Linked DNA regions of Macaca mulatta: regions 1 and 2 are each linked to region 3. A link is a contact called in public Hi-C data. All regions are on one chromosome and are shown on one strand. The core of a region is the stretch at or near the end of the contact, and the rest is flanking DNA. Distances in the headings are between cores, read along the strand shown.

Region 1 (3,491 bases), core at 268-2,767, 200 kb after region 3:
TTGTTTTCTCCCCCATGCAATTGGAGAAAACTAATTTCCTTTCCCTTTGGCTTTCAGAACCTTTCTCACACATCCTGACCCTTCTGGTCCCCTTCAAAGGAGGCTGACTTGGGGCCACACTGACTTGCTCCTCTGTGCTGGTCTCCACAATAGCAGTAATGAAAGGCACTGTGTAAGAGTGTATCTGTCAGGATAGGCAAAGATGTGCTGTGATGACAAACATCCCTAAAAGCTCAGTGACTTCACACAAGTTTATTTCTCACACTACATGTCACCTGGGAAGTACCCGTGGGCCTGTGCTCTTTCTGGTCACACAGAAGCCTCAGGCTCCACGACAGAAGGGAGGAATGGGGACCCTGCAGGCATTCCTCAGTGCTGGCAATACTGGCTGGAAAGCCTGGCTATCATTTGTTGTCTAAATGCCCAGGCTTCCTGAACTCTACCTGTGTTACTCATGCCCAGGGTATGAGTCTAGGCCAGAGAAGCTCCACCAGGAGCCCCAGCTGTTTCAGCAATGGGCAGAGGCTGTCAAAGAACGTAGGTCACTGCTGGCCCCCCTGCCTTGGAGTAAGAGCTTGGAGCTGCTTCCTAAGAACTCTCAGCCTTCAAACTCCTAGCAAGCATGAGGCAGGTGTTCCCGGCATGCAGAGTAGACCAACCGCAGAGATAGATGCATGACTTAACAGGTGACTTGGGACAACTCTCCAATGTCAAGGCCTCTGAGAACGCAGGAACCCATGGGGGCTGGCGAGGGCAGGATCAGGGAGTGCAGCCAGCCATTTTCTACTTCTCTGAGATAGAACAAGTCAAATGGGACCCACAGTGCAGCAAGAGGAAGAAACTCCTCAGCTACCAGACCAGTCAGGAAACAGGAATGCAGTGTTTTCTTTTCTGCTGGTGAAATAATAATGGAGGCAGACCACCCCTTCCACCCCACCAGCCACAGCTGGGAAAAGAAGCCCACCGAGAGGTGAAAAGATCCCACGGTACCCACCTCAGCTGGCTCCCAGATGTGGTCAGATGTGACCTCCTCCTATCAGGAGTCTTACAAAGGTGACAGGTTACCCCACAGGACAAATGCCTGCCCCTCTAGGGCTGAGAAGGACTCACACACTGCTCTGCCCACAGGATGGCCTGTGGAACAGGTGCCTAGAAGATCACCCCAGCCTTAGGCCTGGGGGTCCCCTGGCAGCAGAATCTGAATCCAGAAAGGGTGGCGTGCAGGAGTGGGTGGTGGGTACCCAGGCAGCTGGCTTTTGGGAATAAAGAAACCTCGAATAAGCAGTGGCCCTTGTGAAGCTAAAGAGATTGGGAATTCATCCTTTGTTTCTCTATTGCCCAACAGCCACTCTCCCCGTCGCCTCGGCCCAGTGGGGTTGCTGGTGGGTCAGCTGTGAGGAATGCTGTCTTATCAGCTCTGTGTTTTCTGCAGCACTGGCGAGGAGTAGCCTGGCAGATAACTCAGGACAATGGATAATGCACACAGAATTTCCGCTTGGCTCTGGCATGTGTATTCACACTGAGCAGGCGAGAGAGTGCTCAGAACCCACCCACCCTGCTTCCCGCAGCACAAACACATCCTGTGCTGCCTGGCACCGCTCTCCCTCTTGCTTGGCTGTGTTACTGACAACTCTGGCCTGAAGAAGCCGCAGGTGGTGATATTGCCTTGTGTTTGTATGACCTTTCCCAAGCTTACAGAGCCCTTTTGCAGACATGATCTCATTTGAGCCCCATGAAACATTTGGGGAGGGCAGATATTCATGTTACACAGAAGGTTCCAGCATCGCCTGCTGCTGACGGAGCTCCTGCCATGTGTCAGGCACCCCACAGGCACTTTGCATATGCTCGCCTGTGCGACCCGACCACAATTGGAAAAGGCGGGTATATGGTTAGACTCCTGAGTTGAGGTTCAGGAGCGATGAAGTAACTGTCCAAGCTCACATAGCTAGGAGGCAGAGCCCAAATTTGGCCCCAGGACCCATTATAACACCACATCTCATGCTTTTCCTACTGAGCTACTCCTGCCAGCCTAGCGACCACGTGATGCAGCTGGGTCTAGAACCATCCCCAGGGCTCTTCCTCAGCTCTGGGTGGCCTCTCCATGATGGACAAGCAGATAACCATTTGGAAATAACTTTGAAATGATTCTCAAAGTCATGTGGCTAATAACACTCTTCTCCCTCTCCCTAGAGGGTGACTGGCTGCATCCTCTCCAATGTCAACACACCTTCCATGACGCCTGTGATCGGACAGCCACAAAACGAGACCCCCCAGCCCATTTACCAGAACAGCAACGTGCCCACCAAGCCCACTGCAGGTAGGGGAACACTGATGTGGGGTACCCAAACCTCAGAATCATGTGGAGGGCTTGTTAAAATAGTGATTGCTGGGATCCATCCAGAACTTGATTCAGTAGGTCTGGGAGGGGAAAGAGGACTTGTATTTTTAACAAGGTGCTGCTGATGCTGCTAGTCCACAGACAATACTTTGAGAACCCTGAATACTGAGCATCAGAGCAAACCAGTCACAATCAGAGAGAGGCAGGTGGTGGTGTGCACTCTTCTCTTGCATTTAAATATAAGCATAGGGCCAGGCCTGGTGGCTCACGCCTGTGATCCCAGCACTTTAGGAAGCTGAGGTGGGTGGATGGCTTGAGCCCAGGAGTTTGAGAGTAGCCTGGGCAACATGATGAAACCCCACCTCTACCAAATAATAATAATAATAACAACAACAAAAATTAACCAGGCATGGTGGCACATGCCTGTAGTCCCAGCTACTCAGACGGCTGAGGTGGGAGGATCTCTTGAGCCCAGGAGGCAGAGGTTGCAGGGAGTGGGGGATTGTGCCACTGCACTCTAGGCTGGGAGACAGAGTGAGACCCTGTCTCAAAAACATACATGAGGCCGGGCGCGGTGGCTCAAGCCTGTAATCCCAGCACTTTGGGAGGCCGAGACGGGCGGATCACGAGGTCAGGAGATCGAGACCATCCTGGCTAACACGGTGAAACCCCGTCTCTACTAAAAAATACAAAAAAAACTAGCCGGGCGAGGTGGCGGGCGCCTGTAGTCCCAGCTACTCGGGAGGCTGAGGCAGGAGAATGGCGTGAACCCGGGAGGCGGAGCTTGCAGTGAGCTGAGATCCGGCCACTGCACTCCAGCCTGGGCGACAGAGCGAGACTCCGTGTCAAAAAAAAAAAAAAAAAAAAAAAAAAAAAAAAAAACATACATGAATTTTAAGAAATAATTGTGTTAACTGGGAATTGAATGTACAAAATGGAGCATTTTTCTCTGCCTCTTCTAGGGAGGTTAAGGATCTTGCCCAGGGTCACACAGTGAGGAAGAAGCAGGGCCATGAGTCACACCCAGGCGGTCTGCACCCAGAATCCCCACACTCTTAGCCACCAATCCAGTGACAGAGAGCACCAACACATACCCCAGACCTAGGACTATGTGCCCAAATGATGCTCGTGCTTTACCTGCGTTCTTATTTAA
Region 2 (3,063 bases), core at 182-2,681, 160 kb before region 3:
ATGGTACAAGTAACATGCATTTTACATTTATGTAGAATTTTAGAGCTTGGAAACACTTTCGTGATATTTAATCCTAAGAACAATCTTGTAAAGTGCACATTATTAGCTCCATTTCGGTGATGAGGAATCTGAGACAGAATTTCAAGTGACATGTCTCGTTCAAACATTATGAGCGGAAGAGTCAAGACTTAAGCCTGAGTTTTCTGATTATAAGCCCAGTGCTCTTTTCAACACAGCACTGGAAACCAAAGATTGTGGCACACAACAGGACAACAGCCAGTCTTCTGTTCGAGGTCCAACTAAACTAGACCCATACCTGAGCAATGTCCAGCCAAATGTCCAAATTAATTTTATCCTGCAAATATTTGTTCTTCAGTGTAATACACACAGCACAACTACCATTTCCTTCGTCTTAGTGCCTTTATCTCCTACATTCCGGAAATGGGGATGTCAAATATTTTTTTTAAAATCTGGCCTAGATGGAATCATATAAATCTTAAATCATAATATAAATCTTAAAGGTCTGGTTTCCACCAATCCTTACCCATTTTGTTTTCCCCCAGCACTAGAGAGCCTAACCTACCCTCACCCCTTTTCAGCATTCTTGCTCCAAACAACCACCTATTTTAAGATGTCAATGACCCTTTCCCAAATTCTACAAATTCACCCCAGTTTTGCCAACCGACCCCAGCGCCTGCCCGGACACATTCCCCTCCCTCCCAGTAGATTTGATACCGAGTTCAGGTTCTGCAGATCCCGTCGTGATGCTGTCACACAGCACTGACAGATAAGATTTGACCTTTCGACTCCGTCCTTGGGGACCTCCCGCTGGCCAAGTAGGGTAGTTCCAACCCCAGGAAACGGGCTTCCCGCTCAGGAACGCAGCCCCTAGCAGCGCACAGTCCGAGGTAACGTCTCCGGCAATTAGAACGATGCTGGGCGCCCGGGTGTGCATCACTCCGCCTCATACTCCTGCCAACTGCAGGGCACTCGGTCCGGCAGCCAAGTCCATCCCACCCACATCCAAGTCCCAGCCAGTCGGACCTTACGCAGGACCCGGATGACAGGTCGTTGACGGCTGCAGCAAAAGTCAATGCCACCTGCCGCTGCTGCCCATCACCGACAACCTCAGACCCCCTAGACTGGACCGCAGAAAAGCGTTTCTATGGGAACCCCCTGGGAATCACGTGACGCACTCGGACGACCAATCGTTTCTTACCTCCGCCCGCGATCCAGGTTTCGGCCCTCCCTCTCGCCCCCTCCTCCTTCGCCCAGCCCCGCCCCTTGCCTACGGAGAGCCCGCGCCTGCGCGCTGTGTCCTGCGCCCTCCCTCCCCCGCGCGCGCTCTCCGTGAAAGAGTGGGGGCGGCGTGGGAGGCGCCAGGAGAGCGTGAACCTGAGGAGGAAGCAGCAGGGTTGGCGCGCAGGCCCAGAACCGTCCCAGCCACGGCAGCCGGCGACGCCCCAGAGCGGAAGAGGGAAGTGAATCAGGCGCCGGGCAGTGGGCTGCTGGGCTCGGCTTGCTGAGGTAGAGGCAGCTCCAAGAAGAGGCCTTTGCCGCTGGTAGGGATTGGGATGTCGAAGAACACAGTGTCGTCAGCCCGGTTCCGGAAGGTGGACGTGGATGAATATGACGAGAACAAGTTCGTGGACGAAGAAGATGGGGGCGACGGCCAGGCCGGGCCCGATGAGGGCGAGGTGGACTCCTGCCTACGGCAATATCCTTGCATTCGCCGCCCTCCCCACCCTAGCCCAGCCCAGCCCGCCCTTGTCCAGAGACCCGGGAGCCTGAAGGTTCCGCGGGGCCCCGGCGCGGAGCTGCCCTGTCTACCTGCGGCTAAACCTGTCTCTTTGGGGTCTCCCGCTCTGAGAGGGCAGGAGGAAGCCCCCGTTTCCTACTCAGGAGCCAGGAGACGCGAGGGTCCCACTCTTGGAAGCCTGCCCTCCCCCGCGCGCCTTCCACGCCCCCAGATTCCTCAGGTTGCACCCGAGTGCCTGCCTGCCTCGGGAACCGGTCCCGCCGGCCGCGCCTTCGCGGCGTTGGGGAAGGCGGCCCGGGCTGGTGGGGAAGGCTGGTGCCGAGCGCCTAAGTTTTTCTTCCTAGAACTCTATTTCCCGGAGTCACATTAGCTCCAGAAATTTCTGATTGTGGGGAACCTGCGTCTTTCCTTAGTGATTTTGTTTTTTGTTGTGTTTTTGTTATTGCTAGCATTAAGATAGTTTATTCCTTACCGGGGGCAGAAGGTAGATGGTACGGTTTGAAAATTGAGGTCCCCTATGCTTTCAGCCCATTGGCCTTTAAAAAAAGAAAAAAAAGGGAGGGGGGGATTTGACAAAATATACATTGCACAGAATTTGTTAACCGGGGGAGGGGAATGAATACAATTTTTTGTATTCCTAAAATTGATTCCATTTTAGTTAAAATATGGCTGTCAGTTCCCGGTTTCTGTTTTTGCATATTTGAATATTCATAACTTTGACTCCGTATTTGCATTACATCTTTTTTAGAAAAATGTAAATGTTGCAAAAAACCGAAGCTATAGTTTTAGAAAATCTCAAACACTGGCTTTTTATGCATTTCTAATTATTGGGTGTATTCATAAGGAAGACTCAATGTCCTGTTATATGAGGAAAATGTGAGTGAAAATATTTAATGGCAACAGTATCCTTTTTTAAAGGCACCTAAATACAGCATTAGACATTTATCAATATATAGCTAGTCCTTTGATTGCCACAACTTTCACAATTAATTAGCTGTTGCTCTTTTGCATTATTTAAATAAGTGCTTGGGGTCATACAAAATGAGCTAATCACATGAGGCATGCTTCTCTAGAAATCCTTGCAGCCTTGAAAATAACAGCTTGTCAACCAGAGATTTTGTGTGTGTGAGAACTTTTTCTTCGGAAGATAAATGGTGAACATGCTTCCTAAAAACATTTGTGATGGATAGATGGTGTTTTATGAAACCCCAATGTATTTTAGGTAATTTATGGTGACTGCTGTGTCCATATCAGTGGATCCGCTTTTTGATCAGTACATCTTAAAATAAAAAGATACTGTCTTT
Region 3 (3,287 bases), core at 348-2,847:
ATTTGAGATGAAAAAAAGGGCCTCAAATTACAGACATCATTCCAACTGTACTATGGTCACTGGGCATATATGTTGTGTTAAAATCAAGCATTCAAGCATAGTTCAAATATCTCATTCTTTCCTCTCCCTATTATGCTTAATAAAACTTTACTACTTTAAAAATTATAATGGCTACCCTATGTATCATGTAACTACACACCTCTTGCAATATACATATAGGGATCCACACACATCAATACGTTCACGTCACTAAACAGATAAAGTGACTTTTCCACTCATTTCAGACTTCAACCTCATCCAACTCCCTCCTCCGCAAGGTATGAAACAAGTTTTTTAAAAACATCTTTCCATAAGGCCTCCCTTTCTTAGTTCTGCTCCTGAAAGACAAAAAGGACCAATTTTAAAGTCTTCCCCTTTTCTAGTCACTCCCCAGTTAATTTCAGGATCTAACAACCTTACTTTTCTCTGTTATCAAGATTTTTGACCCACTTTACCTCTGCCTCCAAGCTCTTACTCAGCTTCCATGGAACCTTTCTGGCTGCACAAAAGCTGGTGTCCTTCCATTCAATATGTTCTCGCCATCATGTACTAAGTTCAACCTATCTACATCTTCTTTCTGAAATGTGCATCAGTAGCCGCCCCCCCACCCCAAACACACATCTCGCATACACACACACTATATCCATGTGTCACTCTACCTCTGACATACCTCTGGTGTAAGTTCCTTACACCACTCTTAATGAATGTACACGACTCTCAGAATGGTATCTTCCAACTACACTGATTCTAACCCAGTTTCTTCTGAAAAACCCAACCTTGTCCACAGTGCCTCCCTCTTTCCTCACTTCCCCATCTAGTCCCCTTCTTCATCCCCTCCCCACACCGCCAACTACAGATGACATTATTCCTTAATACTCCCAACCCTAGAATGAAGAACAAGCTCCAGTTTCCTGCGGTCTCCCTCTCCTTCTGTCTGCCCTCCTCGGTTACCCCGCCCCAACTCCCCAGGTGTGCAGACTTCCTCCCCGTCCTCTACTCATGCATCGCTCCAACCAATCCCACGCCACACCACGAGTCCCCTGCCACGGGGATCAGACTCCTCCACACCCACCTCCACTCGGGGTCGCCGCTGCCTCCCCGGACGTTTCTCTCCACCCCTCGCTAGCGAGCCCGAGACCACGGGCGCGCGCGCACAGACATTCTCACGCTTCCTCAACCTCCCTCCTCGCACCGGGACGAGCAGGCTTCGCCAGAGCTCAGCCCGGCCGGTGGGGGTTTAGGCACCCATACCCGTTCCGCCCCCTCCCGCAGATCCCCATGCAGCCCCCGCCGCCCTGCCCGGCGAGGAGAGGACGCAGCAACTCCCCCGCCACCCCGGACTTACCACCTCGGTGTCTGTTGCTCCATGCCCCAACCCGCGGCCCGCTCCCCCTACGTACCAGGCCGGCCTCGGCACTCACCGGAGGTACTGCGCGCTCTGCAGGCTCATCCTCCGCCGCCGCGTCTTCCCGCGAAGCCTCCGTGGGTCTCTCAGGCTCCTCGGAGCGGCCCCGCGGCACCGCGGGTGCTGGCGGCCGCCGCCATCTTCCTCTCCTCCGGCTCCTCCTCGCTCGGCAAGGGGGTGGGGGTGAATGAGGCGAGGGGGAGGGAGCGGGGAAAGCTGCTTTCGCTGCTGCTCCGGCCCGTGGGGCGCAGGGACACTCCGACCCAGGGGGGAGGAGGAGGGAGGAGGGGCGGGGGAAAGAGGAGAAGCAGAGGAAGGAAGTCGGCTACGAGGGGGGCTCCCTCTCGCGAGATTTCAGCAGCGCCTGTCTCTCCCGGTGATTTCCGCCTCTCTGTAGCGCTCCCTTTTGGGATCAACGAGCTGTGTGGCGCGTGTGCGGCTTCTGAGCTACCGGCTGGTGGCGCTTGGAGGCTTCCTGCCAATCCACCCTTCTCCTCCCGCGCAAGGGGGCAATCCCAACCCCACCAAGAACACCGAGGCCCAAAGAACCGGGAGTTACACTCAAAGTCTTCCCCCTTCTTATCACTCCAGCGGATTTCTCTCTTCCTTTTTGCACGCCTCCACTCTTCCCCACCGGAAACGCCGCCCCTTCCTCCTACAGTTCCTCCCAGCAGTCCCTCGACTCTTGTCTTCTCTCGCGCGTAGAGAGTGACTCGAAGGACCCCCTTTCCTCTTCTCTGCAGCCCCTCCCCATGCACGCTGGGAGACTCTTGGAGGGGATAAGGTGGGGCCCGGAGAGGAAGAGAAAAGAAAAGAATCGGATTGGATAGACAGCTGCCATGGCAACTGGAGGCTGTGGTTGTATTGTCATAGTAACCAGTGTGTGCGGACAGGGTGACCCTCCCCTTGGCCAATGGATTCCCTGGAAACCGCCCAGGGTTCCCCGTTGGCTTCCCTTCCATCTAAAGGCCTCCCCCAAGTTAGGAATAGAGGTAGTTCTCCCCGGTGGTGAAGTCCACTTCCTCCTCCCTTCCCACTTCTCACAGCAACTGGGGGGACACCCCGAGGCATTCACCATGGGCTTTTCCACCCGCCTGCAGGCGGGAACCACCTCCATAGTTTCCTCTCAGAGCCGGGCGTGGAGAGGGCTGGGCCTGCGAAGAAGATGCATGGCCTGGAGGCTGGCGGGCGGCGGGCTGGAGAGCGAGGCGGCAGTGCCAAGCGGCGAGGAAGGGCAAGGGGTTTCCCCACAACTGCCTTGGGCTCTGGGAGGCGGGATCCCGCCTGAACGGGGTCCCTGAGGGAGGAGAGCGGCACACGACAGCCGTGATGCCTCCCCTGCCGACGGGGATAGCCGACTTTTGGCGAGTCAACCCCTCCCCCAAATCCACCCCACCCGCGTACTCCCTCCTGACCTAGCTGTCGCGATCCTGCTGCGAGGAGGCCAGGGTGAGGGTAGGAACGCATCCTAGAAGGGTAACACGTGTTTTCTATCATTTAAGTCGGGGACTAACCGGAAGGCTGACTATCGCCATAACTCTGATAGGCACCCGCAGTGGGGATCCTGCTTGATTATTAAAGGCAGACCTCCAAGTTCCTCCCTCCTCTGCAACCTTTCTCCTCTCACGGGTCTGCAGTGTTTTAAAAGTCGTCATTCTGTGTCGTTGGGTTAGAGAGGAAAACATTGGATAAAAGAGTATAAGGAAGAACCCTAGACAGATCTGTCTGATGAAAGGAGACTAGGAAAAGAAATTTCATTCTTAGAATAAATCTTTTTGGATATTTATTATGTGTGTTTTGTGTCAGGTTTCGGGCCAAAAAGCCGAAATAAAGAACGAAGTCA

Evidence for each region. Hi-C and Micro-C count contacts between places; a contact is called where the count stands out from the background.
Region 1: a contact with region 3 is called in a Hi-C map of fetal cortex germinal zone, with 3 times the contacts expected there. The contact joins the enhancer-like site here to the promoter of SMG7 in region 3. A contact is called at or near these places in 2 of 14 Hi-C or Micro-C datasets (fetal cortex germinal zone and fetal cortical plate).
Region 2: a contact with region 3 is called in a Hi-C map of fetal cortex germinal zone, with 4 times the contacts expected there. The contact joins the promoter of ARPC5 here to the promoter of SMG7 in region 3. A contact is called at or near these places in 6 of 14 Hi-C or Micro-C datasets (CD4 T cells, blood, cortical neurons and 3 more).

Annotation. Positions count from the first base shown.
Region 1 is chr1:40,744,882-40,748,372 of T2T-MMU8v2.0, reverse strand. It overlaps NMNAT2 (nicotinamide nucleotide adenylyltransferase 2), which reads left to right. Exons shown (of 11, transcript XM_078001201.1): 5 at 2,191-2,317. Among named protein-coding and RNA genes, the nearest start is that of LAMC2, 110 kb to the right of the region's middle. Within about 2 kb of position 1,517, at least 11 of the 40 cell types and tissues checked have an H3K27ac peak or open chromatin away from gene starts, as enhancers often do. A contact at or near this core is called in fetal cortex germinal zone and fetal cortical plate, where this site is marked.
Region 2 is chr1:41,109,488-41,112,550 of T2T-MMU8v2.0, reverse strand. ARPC5 (actin related protein 2/3 complex subunit 5) reads left to right here and starts at 1,431. Exons shown (of 4, transcript XR_013417097.1): 1 at 1,431-2,661. It overlaps RGL1 (ral guanine nucleotide dissociation stimulator like 1), which reads right to left and starts at 1,106. Exons shown (of 19, transcript NM_001266879.1): 1 at 736-1,106.
Region 3 is chr1:40,946,231-40,949,517 of T2T-MMU8v2.0, reverse strand. SMG7 (SMG7 nonsense mediated mRNA decay factor) reads right to left here and starts at 1,597. Exons shown (of 21, transcript XM_078001388.1): 1 at 1,461-1,597.